Regions from separate parts of the Arachis hypogaea genome. Here region 2 is linked to region 1. Evidence: chromatin contacts called from public Hi-C data. All regions are on one chromosome and are shown on one strand. The core of a region is the stretch at or near the end of the contact, and the rest is flanking DNA. Distances in the headings are between cores, read along the strand shown.

Region 1 (7,380 bases), core at 1,292-3,791:
GTGATATATTAAATGACACCACACTAACCATAATACATACCTAGTCGTCCTAATTAGCGATTAACATGCATGATAAGTTTATGTAATTAGATTAAATTAATCTCAATTGGAGAGGACCTTAGATTGAGGGAGACTTTGAGGCACTGAAACCTTCCATTTGATATTGATTTAATCTAATTTCATAAACTTATCATGTTAGTAGCTAATTAAAACTATTAAGTGTGTGTTGTAGTGCATGTTACTTAATATAACATATCAACAAATATTGATGCCATAAGTAGTGAAAGTGACGAAAGAATTAATGTGATCAACTTAAAATCTTTGAAGGATGAATTTGATTAAAAAAATTATTTGAGAACCAATTTAAAAAATAAATAAATTTTTGGAGATGAATTTGACCATTTACTCTATATATCTATAATTTTTTTTAATTATTTTAGATATTAAATTAAATTATCAACTATATATTTATATTAAACTGCTATGCACTATTTTCCATTTCTTCTTTCCAACCTTCTTACTAACCAAAAATCAAACTTAACAAATTCTTTTAAATAGGTTGAGTTTGGAAAACTAAATCTTAATCAAAATGATGAACAAATATTATTAGACTATTATTTGTGTGATTTGTTTTATTAAGTGTGCAAAAAAATAACTTGATCAAAGCTAATAACCAAAAAAGCATAAAATTTAGCCCAAAACTGATCTGTCCCACATTCGCACACAATATAACTTAAACATTGAACATCCATAAACAAAAATCTCAAACACATTTCCACCAAAAATAAAAATATAAGGAATCCAAATTCAGTCGGTGATCTCAAATCAAATCCATACAAGTCACTAAGTTACCAATAAAGTAAACAAAATATTCAATTCATTTGAATTCTTTTTCAATTTCACCAAACACACTCTCTCCTCTCTCTCTTCCTTTTCTACCTTTTCACATTAAAACTTAGAAACAAAAAAGAAAAAAAATGAAAAGAATTAAAGCTAAGTTTTGGTGAAGAACAAAAAGTGTGTTATCAAGTTCAAGCAAGTTTCAAAGCTACAATAAAAAGGAGGATTGCATCCGGTTAGAGCATCTCAAAAGCTATTTTTTTTTTTCATTCGTGCTATATCAAGGGACTGTGAAGAAGTTTGCTGAACCTCAAGTACAAATCAAACAACCATGAAAAGAGTAAAGTCAAACATGTTCAAAAACTCATCAACGACCACAAATCAAACTTGGAGTGAAAGAAAAGATTCACGGTCAAGATCAAAGGAACTTAAAGAAAAAGGATGAAAGAGAAAGTAAGTTGCATGTCAAAGATTTGGCCTTCTCTCTCTCTGTTCTAATGACGTCGCTGCAAAGTTTGATACTGGAGAAGAAGATAGCAAAGAGGTTGAAATTGCTTATATTCACTCTTCTATAATAAGGGTGAACGGTCAAGGATTGAAGGTAAGAGAAAAAAACAGAACACTAAGTTCGGTTCTCATAGCTACCTGAGTTATTCTAAGTTCTTCTCCTTCATGGTTTTCTTGTTGTATTTCTTTTTCTCAGTTTAGTCTGTCTAAGTCTCATTGAAAAAAAACAAACATGGCGAGGTTTGTAAGAAAAACCCAAAAAGGTAGTGAGTTAAACTTGGAGAAAAAGTCATATAATTATCTTAGAAATTCTTTATATGTATTTCTATTTTGTATCATAATCCTGAGAGGATTACCTTACATGTTGGGTTAGTACTTGACTGTTGAAAGCTAGGTTGAGTTCTAGTCAAATTCAAATTGGGTTAGAATCTGGATTTGTCTCAGATAAGATTGGTAGATCCTAAGAAGAATTGGTGAATGTAATCCATTGAACGATAGTGAAATTCTGTCACAGTTGTGATAGAGGCTGGATATAGGCTACATTGCACTAAGTAGCTAAATCAGGATACATCTGTGTGCAATTCTCTATTCTCTACTCTATTTCTTTTTTTATAATTTAGGAGACAAAAAAAAAGTGTCTCTTAATTAGATAGGAGATAAAACAAAAATATTTCCTCAAGTTTTCTTGGGCCAATAAAGTTAAGTTAAAAAGTCACTGAAAAAAAAAGGCTAAGATTCAATCCCCCTCTCTTAGTCATTATTGAATAAAATAAAATAAACTAAAAAGCGCAGTCGTTTCTAGAGCTAGTATTTTATAAATAAAATAATAAAATATTTATAATTATATTTTATTTATAAATCTTGATATTAAGAAATAAATTAAAATAAGTCCATAAACAAATTACAAAAGATATACACGTGGATCATATATAACAGAGGAATGATAGTATTTCTTTTATCGGCATGAGGCATATTTGTAGCCACAGTCGCATTTTACAACTAATTCATATCAAGTTCAAACTAATCCTACATTTTTAATTAATGAAAAATTATACGGTTTTAGGGTGTTTTAGTTGTGGAAATGCTAGAGATTTTTAAAATTATTTTTTTGTACTCTGGGTTGGTTTAGTTAAGGAAGGCTATTGCTTTTGGGTCAATAAAATTTCTAAAGCAGAAGGCTTGTTTTTCTAAAAAAAGAATTGTACCACTTACTACCCTTTTTGCTCCCTCTATTTGGGATATGACTTGGGTCTTGGGCAGTTGGGCCTTTTGCCATTCATTATGGATGGAAAGAGCTTACAAGATAGAAGTCCAACCAACAATATAAACCAAGACAAAAATAAAAGCGACAAAGTGAGGTCAAATATTACGCCCTGAAATAAAAAAATAAAATAAGTGAGGTCAAATACAATATAAAAAAATAAAAAATTAATTTTAAATTTTAAATTAATAATTTAAAAATTAAAAATTTATGATTTAATAAGATCTAAAATTTAAGATAAATAAAATAATTAAAATATTACTGTTATCAAACTCGGTAAGGTTCGATCGTTGCTAACTTGCTATGTTGTTATGATTATGGACCATTTATGCAAACCGGTCAAATCTGGTTTGCTGGTCAAACTAAGGAAAAACCGCTCTGAACTAGACCGATGGGTTCTAAGTTCTAAGTAGGGGTGGCAACATGTACCCTACTTGCGGGTACCCAATCCGACTCCACTCGGTCGGGTAGGGTTGCCAACTCGATTCGCAGCGGATAGGGTAGGGTGCGGGTATGATTTTCGTGCGAGTCGGGTAGGGTGCGGGTTGAGCCTCAACCCTACCCGACCAACCCGCATTCTATATATGCATATGTTATATACTTATATAAAAATATGTTAAGTGGATGTTGAACCAAAGACCTCTCATTAAATGCAAAAAAAATTTAGTCATTAAAAGAAGATCATTAATTGATAATTTAATAAACTTTTTTTTACATAAAAATCAGTTCTATTTTAAATTATTATCAAAATATATAATAATATTATTTTTTTTTTTTATGTAATTCGCAGGTAGGATCGGATACCTGCGGATTAAGAGCGGGTAGGATTAGGGTTGACTCCAAACCATATCCATTGCCACCCCTAGTTCTAAATTTAGCAAATGCCTGATGACGTCAGTGTGTGCTTTTGCTTCATTTTTTCCGAAACATTGGCCTCCTAAAGTCCTCAAGGCAAGCTGAAGCTATAGGCAATTAGGCATCGAAGTCACCACATGTTTTGTTTTGTTTTTCTTTTTTTTTTTGTTAAATATATTGTTTTTTCATAAATATATTATATACATGTATATTTTATATATTAAATTAAAAATTTAATTTTGATATAATTTTATACGTATATCTAATTACATAACGTTAAATCAATAAAAATAATTATCTTTTACATTGACTGTATGAATAATTATCTAAAAAAAATAAATATGATTATACGACGGTATAAAATGATTTACGTTGTTAGTGTATCAAAATTAAACTCTTAAATTAATTAATTTTTATTTAACTATTTTGATTAGTAATCTTATAATGTATAGCACCACATTATCTAATGGTCAAGATGTCGGAAATATCTCCGAAATCCTCTGTGGTGTCTAGCCAATCGCAGCTATTCAAAAAATAAGTAAGAAACTCTAAGTAGTGGAATGACCGTAAAATTCTCGTATAGAAGACTAAATGTGTTATACTTTGTAATTTATGTTATATAATAATATATGTTTAATTTTATGACATTAATATTGTAAAATATTGTATACATTTATTTAATATAAGTTTTTTTAAATAATTATTTAAACAGATAATATAAAAAAATAATTATATTTACTAACTTAATTATTACGTAATTAAATATATATATAAAATTAATTTATACTAATTATGAATCAAAACTAAATTATAAAAATATAATATTACAAATCTCGCACCTTTTTAAAATAAAATCTATAAAAAAATTTATGAGTGTAATTATGTGAAGCATTTCTAATCTCTCAAACTAGTTTTTGGAGGTGAGTTAGAATAAAGACAATATTATTATTATTATTATTATTATTATTATTATTATTATTATTATTATTATGGATAACTTGATCGATTCATTGTTTATAAAAAAGAAAATTTCTATTATCTTAAAGATTTAATTATTTTATTGATTTTTATAGTTTTATCAAATTTATAATTAGGTTTATATATATATATATATATATATATATATATATATATATACTATTTTTAATTTTATAATTAAATCTTTTCTAGTATAAAAAATATTAAAGTTAATTGAATATTTTTCTGCAAAAGTATTTACAATTAAGATCTTAATTAGATATTTGATCACATATTCTTTAAGAGAAATATTCTGTTAATTTTAAGAATTTTGACATAAAAATGACCTAATTACAAAATTAAAAATAATATAAAAATTGAATTAAAAAATATAAAATTTAATTGTTAATTTAGTAAAATTTAATTATAATTTAGTTATGAATCGAACATGTCTAAAATTATGCTACGGGTAAATAAAATAACGGAAAAGCTCTGCATACAAGCCCTAATGGCTTGTATGCTTTACAAGTTCATTAAACAATAAAATCAAAATATGCGCTGCTTCAGGTACGTTGATTACACGTGCTATATAACATCACGCGTATATTTAACTACCAGATTTAAAATATTTCTTTCCTTTTTCGTTTTCGTTATTTTGAGATTTCGTTGTTCTTCTTCTCGCGCGTCTTCCCTCCTTCTTCTCCATCGTTCTTTTCCTCTCCTTTTCTCACTAGCATCTTCTTCGTTTAGGTTACCTTTTTCTCTCTCTGCAACTCGAGCTTCGTTTTCTATTTTTTATTTGTTGTTTTTTGAAATCAAAGTTTGATCTCGTTTTGAAGATAATGGATCATTCAACCTCAGATTCTCAGCTGAATGCAGGCGAAGTGGATTATGAGTCAGAATCTAACGAAGTTCCTGAGGTTTGATTTACATAGGATTAGTATGAATTTTCTTTCAGTAATTTGTATAGCATTGTGTAGTTGAAAAATTGCTGAACATTAACTGTGAAAGTAACACGTTTATCTGAATCTGTCGATTCAATGTATTAGTTGTGATTAATTACCTGGAATTTGTAGCAGACGCTCGGGTGTAGATCAATTCTTGTTTGGGTGTATTTTAGCTAGAAGTGTGGGTGTATCTACACTTTATTGGTTTTTTGTTATTTTAATTGACTTGTTGTTGTTCAGGTGTATTATATCAGACATGATTGGGTGTGTTTTTAGTTTTTGAGATGGTGTATTCTGCAGCCTGTGTATTTATAGTTTATGGCTTTAAAAGTCATTCTGTAGTTGAGTTGTTGCGGTTCGGGTGTATCGTATTAGACATGATTGGGTGTATTTGAATCATATCTATGGGTGTATTCACAGTTCTGACACAGTGTATTTTGCAGCCTCTCTCGGTTGTTGATGACGAGCTTGTTCCAAAGGTCGGAATGACCTTTACCACCCTTGAAGATGCTGGAAAATTTTACAGGAACTACGCCAAGGCTGTAGGTTTCTCTACAAGAGTTCGGTGCACAAATAGGAAGGGAAACGAGATTAAGAACCAACTGATTACATGTAGCAGAGAGGGAAAATGGAAATCTAAAATATCTCCGACCGAGAAGACCAATCCGACAGCCGGTCTAAACTGTCCTGCAAGAATTTATATACACACATTGAAGGATGTCAGTGCTTGGATCATTTCAAAGGTTGTGCTGGATCATTCACACCCCTGCTGTCCAAGCAAAGCAGAGATGCTCAAACAGCACAGGGAACTAAGCATGTCCATTCGTCGTACGATAGAGAACAACGAGGAGGCCGGTATCAGACCAAGCAAAACCTACCAATCATTTGTTGCTGCTGCCGGGGGTCACCGCGAGTTAAATTTTATCGAAAAGGACGTGAGGAATTACATTACCAGGGAAGTGCGGAATGTTTCCGAACAAGAAGATGCAAAGGAATTCGGGAAATATTTGTTAAGAATGAAAGAGAAAAATCCGAATTTCTTTTTTGAGCTCCAACTCGAAGAGGATCAATCGATTAAGCTGGCTTTTTGGGCCGATGCAAGAAGCAGAGCCGCCTTTGAGTATTTCGGAGACGTCATTTCATTCGACACCACCTACAATACAAACAGGTAACAAACTGCCCCTGTTTATGATGCTAAATTAATTTATTTTTACTAATTCGCATCAGAGGTGATGGTTTCAGTGGCTAAGAGAAGGGGGGGGGGTTGAATCTTAGCCCCTTTTTTGCTTCCTAACACTTGCTGGATTCGGAGGAGACTTTTATGTTTTTAGCTCGTCCCTAGCCACGAGACATTTTCATTTTGTCTCGTCACTTAGCACGAGACATTTTTGGTTTTTGCTCCTGTGCAGTAGAAAACAGAAATGAAGTAGGAGAGGAAGAAAATTACACCAAGATATATCCTGGTTCGGCTGCTAAGTGCAGTGCAGCCTACATCCAGTCTCCATCACAATAATGATGGAATTTCACTATAATCAAACAGATTACAACTTGTAAAGTGCTAACCCAACTTACAAGGGGATTCCCACAGAATCATGAAACACAACATAGATGAACAAAGGAACTCTAAGACATCTATGGCTTTTTCTTTTAATTTTGCACTCTCTGCCTTTTTCCGCTCTATGGCTTTTTCATTACAAACCTCACTGTTTGCCTTTTACCATGAGACTCAAGACATGACAAAATTAAACAGAAAAATACAAAACTGAATACATTGAAGGAGAAGAGAAAACTGTTAGCTCAGGTAGCTCTGAGAACTCTGTGCCTTGCACTCTCAAATTTTCTCCTTGCTTCAAACAATGGCTGTCCACCCTTAATATAGAAGAGGGGAGCCTCCACTTATTGAAGCCAAAACCGAACCAACTTCTTTCTCCTTCAACAAAACCGGTTCGGCCACATAGAGAGAGAAGAGATAACCATGCAATAACCAACATGCAATTACCTCTAGTCCTTTCT
Region 2 (7,714 bases), core at 4,983-7,482, 390 kb after region 1:
TAAAATGGCATTTTTGAACCGCCATTTTACCCTGATAGTGACATTTTTTATCGTTTAAAAAAATAATTTTTACCGTCATTTTTATCGCGTTAAATAAATAATTTTGTGATTAAAATTTTATAATAACAAAAAATCATAATCCATAAATGAAATATTATATAGCTCATAAATAAAATATTAATATAATATATAAAATATTATAAATGAATATAAAAATAATAAAACCTTTTGCACTTATAAATTGGATCTCTATACGTGACTTTAGTTATTAAAAATATATATAAAAAAAGACCCTTGTAAATTAAATGATAATGCATGATTGAGTGACTTGAATTGAACCACTATCTTAGCAAGGCCAAGAATACAATCAGAAGTACATTGTAATGGCTTACAGCATCCCAATAAAAAATATATATATAAATTTAATACAGAAGAAAAATTCAGATATACAAATTGCCCAGGTGGTTTGCGGCACGACACCCCACAATATTACCCTAATTATCATCATTCGAGTTTGTATAACTAACTAATATTTTGTGAGCTGAGACATCCTGAATGTGCTTGTCTTCCACCCTTCCTTTTATATGCCCTCAATCCATTACTGATGCAATCATGAGATTATAAAGAGACATGAAATATGCCAAAAACAGAACACTAACACAAGTTAAATAGACTTTAAGGTGGAATTAGTTATTAAGGATCTATTTTAAACTTAGTGTATTAGCTGTAACTTAAAACATAACATATAAAACATTACATATTTACCTCAACTGTTAGAATGATCTGAGCCTTTCCGTCAATTGTGGTCATATTGGCATTTTTCACCTGAAATCCAAATGAATTTATAGCTTCCATGAACCTTGAAAACCCACTTGGCTTCTGCTCCCAGCATACCTTAAGCAAGAACTCTGTTCTGCTTATATGATTCACTTCTGTTTGCATCTGGTGAACATGTTAAAAATGTCATAATAGGTCTATGATGAATAAACAAGTACCAAAGAAATACCAACTCTTTGTACCTTCATCTCCTCTCTGTGGCAAGATTTTTAGCATGTTAACCTTCCTTTGGAGGCACCCTGACTGATTTTGTTTTATTTCTTTTGCCATTGTCACAATAGGAACTCAAAGTTCCTTGCTGCTTCCCTGAAGTTTCATTGTACTTGGGCCTTTCAGTTTTGCATAATATATTAGCTTGTTTCAAATTAGTTTCAGACCAGTAGGGTGTCATAATCTAAGCCAAAAATATTACCTCTTCATGAGTAAGCCATAGATAGGCTGAAAATGAGTTACAAAGAAACTAATGCAAAACTGCTCAAAGCTGCAGAGCATGATAGGCTGAAAATGAGTTACAAAGAATTGAAAACAAGCATAGGGTGATTTCAATATCTTCCATTAATGAAGTCTAGTGGATGCACTTCTAAAATTACATATTACCTGTTGGTTTTAAAGCTTCCAAAGCCATAGATATCAAGGACTACATATTGCTGCATGCGTGGGCCCAACACACATACATTACCATAAACAATCAATTTCACCAATCACCATTGTTGTTTGTTTCCCAACTCCATGTGCTTAATTATATATCTATCCTGATTGGGATAAGAAAATGAAAGTCTACTCATACAACCGCCTCTTAAACTCACTTCTGTATCTCTTCACCATTCATCTATCCCTTTATATATGCAATAATTATTTTCAAGATAACATACTAAGCAATTCCGATTTTATATATGTGTATTGTCTTGGTCATCTTACAAATACAACAAAATTAAATTTGTCCGCTATCAATCATTTATTCTTATTAACTCTTATAACTAAACTAGTAATAACTACTTGTGTCTCCTGAGTTATTCTTATTGGAAAGGGATTAAAAAAATAAAATTATTTTATTCACAATTCAACACTTAAACCGTTTCTCTCTCACTCTAACATCTTATTATATATAATAAAAACCAAAGACTACCTACTGTGCACTTGCTTGGAAACTTGTCCAGGTTACAAATACAAAAATGTTTCAGACATAATAATTCATTTGAAAAAAATACATAAATAATTAAATATAAAAATAAATAAAACTTACATCAATAGAAGGAGAATCAAGGATATCATCAAACTTAGCCTGTGCATCATCTAACGTCTCGACATTCTCCAGAGTATTATCATGCACACTGACAGCTGATAAGCATCTTGTCCCGAATCTCGCAATAGCTATTAAACAAGAAGTCCAACATAAGAAACAGGCAAGTTGAAATATAATCAAAAGTATTGAGTTTTTATGTGGCAAAAAATAATACGATTTCTTGCACTCTTATATAGTCTCCAACTTACCATCACGATCCTCCAAGCCATTTAATGTGTCTGCAATGAGATTAAGGTAGCGGAAGAATTCTCCTGTAAAGTCTTCAAAATTCTAAATATGAACAAAATACAATCTGCAATGCTTACTCCTGATCAAACAGAATCGAAGAAAGAAGCTCTAAACCAAGCAAGTGTCTAGATATGAACACAATTTTTTCTATGGATTAATCTATACTTTCAGTTTCTGACAAAATACAATAGCTAAGAAGAAACATGCAAGACAATGAAATGATCTTCAAATATGGATTGAATTTTTGTTTTCATGACAAAAGGCCAATAGTTTTAAAAAAAATAACAAAAAGAAATCTTTGCTTTTTCCAACTTCCACTCAGCAACAAAAGGCCCTATTTACTTTGATTAAGATCCTCTAACACCACTCTTCCTAACAATCAATACAACAAAAGAAAAAGAACTAACATTAATAATAAAATAAATAATCCATTTTACTAACTTTCTCTCGCAATTTCCATCAACAAATAGTACAAACCTTAAAATACTAATAATTAGTACCTGGTTTTGGCTCAATCTGGCTCCCTTTGCTGAGAATATAGACCAAAAAGGTTAACCACTCCAGCCTTAAAATTTGCAAACTCAATTTATTAAACAAATCAGATACTTCAGTATATTTTCGTAGGAATGAAATCTTAATAATATATTCTCCAAATCTTTCACAACCATCATTGCTTTTTAATTAGCTTTTGATGTATATTAGTAGTAGACAATAACAACTACTATCAAAGCTTTTTAATTACCTTTTTAACATGCAATATGCAAGCTAAGCCATATAGCACCTAATTATATATACCTGCAGATTCTTGATATGGTTGCTTCCCTGGGTACAAAGCAATATGAATTATCAATTTCATAATCAAATTTTAAACCTATATATATATATATACAAATATGGTTTTCATTCATTTTTCCAACAAATTAAGTCACAATCTAAACCTCTTTTATTATTAGAACTTACTCACTCCCTACATTAATATACAAAGAAAAGCTCTGATATCCTTTGTTAATAAAATCATAAATTAAAAATAATAAAATGTCATAGATCAAACTTCAAAAACCGTTTATTTTCTTGATGGAACCTAACAGAAAAGGAAGTAATGAGGTAATAAGGTGCACGAACAAAAGAAAGTAGAGAAGTGAAGAAAATTGATACCTATCTCGAGTGCACAGAGAGTCACGTCAGTGTTCTGCTTTATGTACTTCTGCATGAGCAAAAAAAATAAAAAATTAAAAGCCAAAATTAAAACAGTGGCACAATCACAAAATTAAAAATTACAGGAAGTGGACCAAAATCAAAATTGGATGGAACCAAAACCAAAATTGAGAAAAGAAAAACCCTAAATTTGGTAATTTGATAACAACACATTACAAGAAATGAACCAAAATAGAACTTCCATGAAACTACGAGGAAGAAATAAGCGATAAGGAGCATCGAGCCAATTATCAAAGCCGCATTAAAGGCGAAATGCTAAAAACAATAATTAAGAGTTAATGTAATTAGAACAATTAGCATATAACAATCATTGAAGTAATTAGAACCAGAGGATGTGAATTTAGTTACAGATCTAGAAGTGAGAAGTTAGAACGCAAACTGAGAAACAGATCGTGGAGGAAAATGCACGTTAATGGATGATCAATACAGCAATACAGCAATACAGCAATACAGCAATACAGCCAAGAACAGGAAACTGCAATTATGCCAACATTAGAAGGGTGATCAACAAGTGTCCATATGAATAAACCAAAATATCAATTTATACATTTTGGATTTGGAACCATCTTAATGCTATGCTTGAGTACGATTTCATATCTAAATGGCAATCTATTATGTGCACAGAAGAGGTAGCAGTGTGTCTATTGCTATGGGGGTTGGGAGGAGCAATCAGGGCAACTGCTTCTGCTATGAAGACTCTGAATTAAAAGATAAAAAACTGTCATCCATTTTAAATCACAGGAAATATTCAAATTATTAAGCAAGCTCTACCCAACTGCTAACAAAGAAAATCTGGGGCTTTCGAGAAAAGTCGACTAGTAAAGCAATATATTTTCGGTTCAAAATACTAAATAGTGGTCAAATTGTGACAAAATCCAAAGTATAAATCAACTTCATGATTTGTATAAAACGTGACACGATACAAATGGACTGTGGGTGGATTTATCTTAATCATTACTAAAAAGCTATACAATACATAACACATCCATTTATATGATTATTTATCAATTTATAATATTTTAGTCACCATATCACTTACTAGCACAACTAATCCACAGAAAAATGACTCAGGTCACAAATAACTAAGCCTAGGTCAAATCAACAATAATTCAGTTAGAGAGCAATAAGATAACATCAAGAAGAAAAAGAAATACTTTAACAACCAAAAGCTCCAAAGTTGCACCTCAGTCTCTGATGTACATCTGTTAGCTACATTTATAGAAGCCTTACTTGATGAGTTAATTCCTGCATGTTGAACATTTTTGTTGTTTAACTTCCAACTTAAATTTTATGAAGCTATTTTAATCATGATCATTGAGATGTTTATGAAGAAATTGTACCTCCACAGTTTGACTGCTACAAGATGGAAAAGAAGCAAAGTCAGACCCATCAAAAGCTCTTAAAAAGTGACAATTCAACTATCACAATAACTTACCTTGAACCCAAGAAATCTTGTATAATCGTGATCCAATTTCTTGAAAGGTTTTCTTTAGTGCCTATATTTTAAACACAACCAGAATGTTCAGCATCACTAATAAATTTAAGTAAAAATGGATGCCAACAGTTCATATTTAAGGGAGGAAAAGCTATGCCAACTACACCAACACCATCATCTAGTTAACTTGCAACAGCACACTCTTAACTCCTTACATCACCAACCAAGCACCTAACAAATTAACTAGCTAACTGTAACCACTTTAATTAATTCCTAACAGCCGACTATGTCAGTTATAGAGTTGCAAGGGAAAAAAAGAGAAGAAAATTTAGCCATCTCAGATAGACAGAGCGCAAATATAAACAATCCAGAATAATCTTAAGAAGATAACAACGCATAGAAAGTTAAACACAAAAAATCCAAACCTTAATAAGTAAACGCAAATAAGGATGTAAGCTTTGTGAAACTAAGCTATGGCAGATTTTTTCTGAGATCTGAGATCGGAGATCAGAGAAACACCTTAATAGAAGTAAGCAATAGAAGATCTGAGTTGAGAGAGAGATACAGAGAGGAAGGGGTAAAGTTACGAAAGAAGACCTGAGATCGTCGACTGGTTGAACAGTATCACCCCAACCAGTCCTCTGTAATCGGCGTCAATCACCCCCGCACCAACATCAATCCAATGCTTCAACGGAAGACCCGATCGCGGAGCTGTAGAGAAACAAAAATCCCCATAAATCAGCACCAAAAACAATTTTGAAACCCTAACCCAAACAAAAACGAAGAAATCGGTGCCTTCTGGAATCAAAATACTGAGGTTTAGCCACCAGAGCCTTGCCTCTCGCCTGAATCTTCGTCTCCACAGCACTAACAGAAAAAACAAAATAAAATAGCATTTGTCGGAGAGGAGAAGTAACTGTTTCAGCTTAACTTGAGAGAGAGAGGTACCTGGAGGGATTGTAACCGGCGGAGAGAGGAGAAGCCCTAGAAGGAAGAACGGCGTTGTCGGAGAGCTTCTTTACATGGCGGAGAGAGGAGAAGCCCTAAAAGGAGAGATAGAAGGGAGATGAGAGCGTCGAATGTGTTTCGTTGAATGAGGAGGTGTTGCAGTTCTTTTATTTTATATACATGGGAAAACGGCGGTTCAAAACCGCCCTAATCACTAGAACCGCCAAAATATACAAAGCCAATTCCGGCAGTAACGAAAATTGCCATAATGGCTGGATATTATGGCGGTTCTTTAAAACCGCCTTAATATTAATGCCATTTTAACCTTTTTTTTTGTAGTGTTCTTTGGCTCAATATGAAAAATTAACCATCCGCTATTGTACATGTTCGAACATCCAGCGTAAAATACTACTAATTTATCAAACACAATACATCCATACTATCCAGAATAACCATTCGGATACCAGGGATAATAAACATCTGATATCCTACTGAATCGAACATCCAATTTAAAATACTTAAAATTGCTCACACAAATACACCTTTACTATTCTAAAATAAGTATATGTGAACATTTTTAAATAAACATCCGATACTTTAATTTTAATTTAAAATTAACTCCATTATATGCATTGTACGACACATATATTGGCTCCTTATATTTCCTCTAGTAAATAATTATTTGACATACCATAAATTGAATTGTGTTAAAAAGATATACTCTTTTCTCTATTTTTCTCTCTGAAACTATATTCAACTCAAAAACTCTTACAAAAATAAATAAAGTTTATTTACAACAACAACAATAATATTATTATTGTTGTTGTTGTTGTTGTTGTTTGAATCGATTAAATAATTATTACTAAGTTATATATAATTATAATGATTATTGAAAAATATTTTGATGAAATAACTAAATTAAGTTATTCTAATCATAAAAAATTAGAGAAGAAAAGAATATCATCTAAAAAATTTGCAAAAGAAAGCACTATTTTCAAATATATATGATAGAAGTAGTTAGTAAGAGCATCTCTAATAGAGTATTTTTTTAGTATCATCATTTTTATATTTTTAAAAAGTGAATTGATTTAGAATTTAAAATTTGCATTGAAGTTGATTTATAATGAAATAAAACCGATATCACTTTAGAGATACAATATTATCTTGACGGAGAACTAATAAAATTTTGTCACTCGTATAATTATGTTGATGAAATAATTAAAAATAATATAAAATTTTAAATCAAATAAGACTAAACATTGGAAGAACAAATTTTACTTTTAATTTCAGATCACTATTTATAATATATAGTCTTACAAATATTTTTATAAAATTCAAAATAAAACTGAAATTAGAACTAGCATGGGAGAACAGCACTTAATTATTTTTTATTTAATTGTAGAACCACGAGCCATAGTTATTAGTGATACAATAATAAGAAGAACATACATACAAACACACACACACACAGACATATATATAATGCTTTTGCACTTTGCTGAAAAAACATGATTATATTTTATTTGCAGCATTCAGAATCATTTCTTGGGCAGTCTCGAAACACGAAATCAAATGGTGTACATCTATCCAATCTTTTTCCACTCCAAATCCAATGCGTAAATACCCCATGTAACTTAATATTGTCACCGTGAGACTCTGCATCAAATTTTGAAAACAAAAGGTTAATTAGTATATTTGCAACATATTCTACACAAATTAATTATATAAATAAGATGTATGATGTGCAT

Evidence for each region. A called contact is a pair of places that touch in the nucleus more often than the background predicts.
Region 2: a contact with region 1 is called in a Hi-C map of leaf, with 6 times the contacts expected there. The contact joins the promoter of LOC114925762 here to the enhancer-like site in region 1. A contact is called at or near these places in 2 of 8 Hi-C or Micro-C datasets (both in leaf).

What each region holds. Positions count from the first base shown.
Region 1 is chr18:10,820,295-10,827,674 of arahy.Tifrunner.gnm2.J5K5, forward strand. No RefSeq gene overlaps it. Among protein-coding and RNA genes, the nearest start is that of LOC112771542, 6.8 kb to the left of the region's middle. Within about 2 kb of position 2,542, at least 2 of the 3 cell types and tissues checked have open chromatin away from gene starts, as enhancers often do.
Region 2 is chr18:11,209,447-11,217,160 of arahy.Tifrunner.gnm2.J5K5, forward strand. It overlaps LOC114925762, which reads right to left and starts at 6,233. Exons shown (of 15, transcript XM_072224763.1): 1 at 6,201-6,233; 2 at 5,967-6,061; 3 at 5,788-5,885; 4 at 5,606-5,729; 5 at 5,019-5,070; 6 at 4,924-4,939; 7 at 4,767-4,828; 8 at 3,524-3,572; 9 at 3,164-3,190; 10 at 2,869-2,897; 11 at 2,329-2,410; 12 at 2,081-2,208; 13 at 1,020-1,231; 14 at 766-942; 1 more. The coding sequence starts at 6,233. The coding sequence ends at 1,055. LOC112769394 (wax ester synthase/diacylglycerol acyltransferase 4-like) reads right to left here. Exons shown (of 5, transcript XM_072224764.1): 5 at 7,330-7,622. The coding sequence ends at 7,479.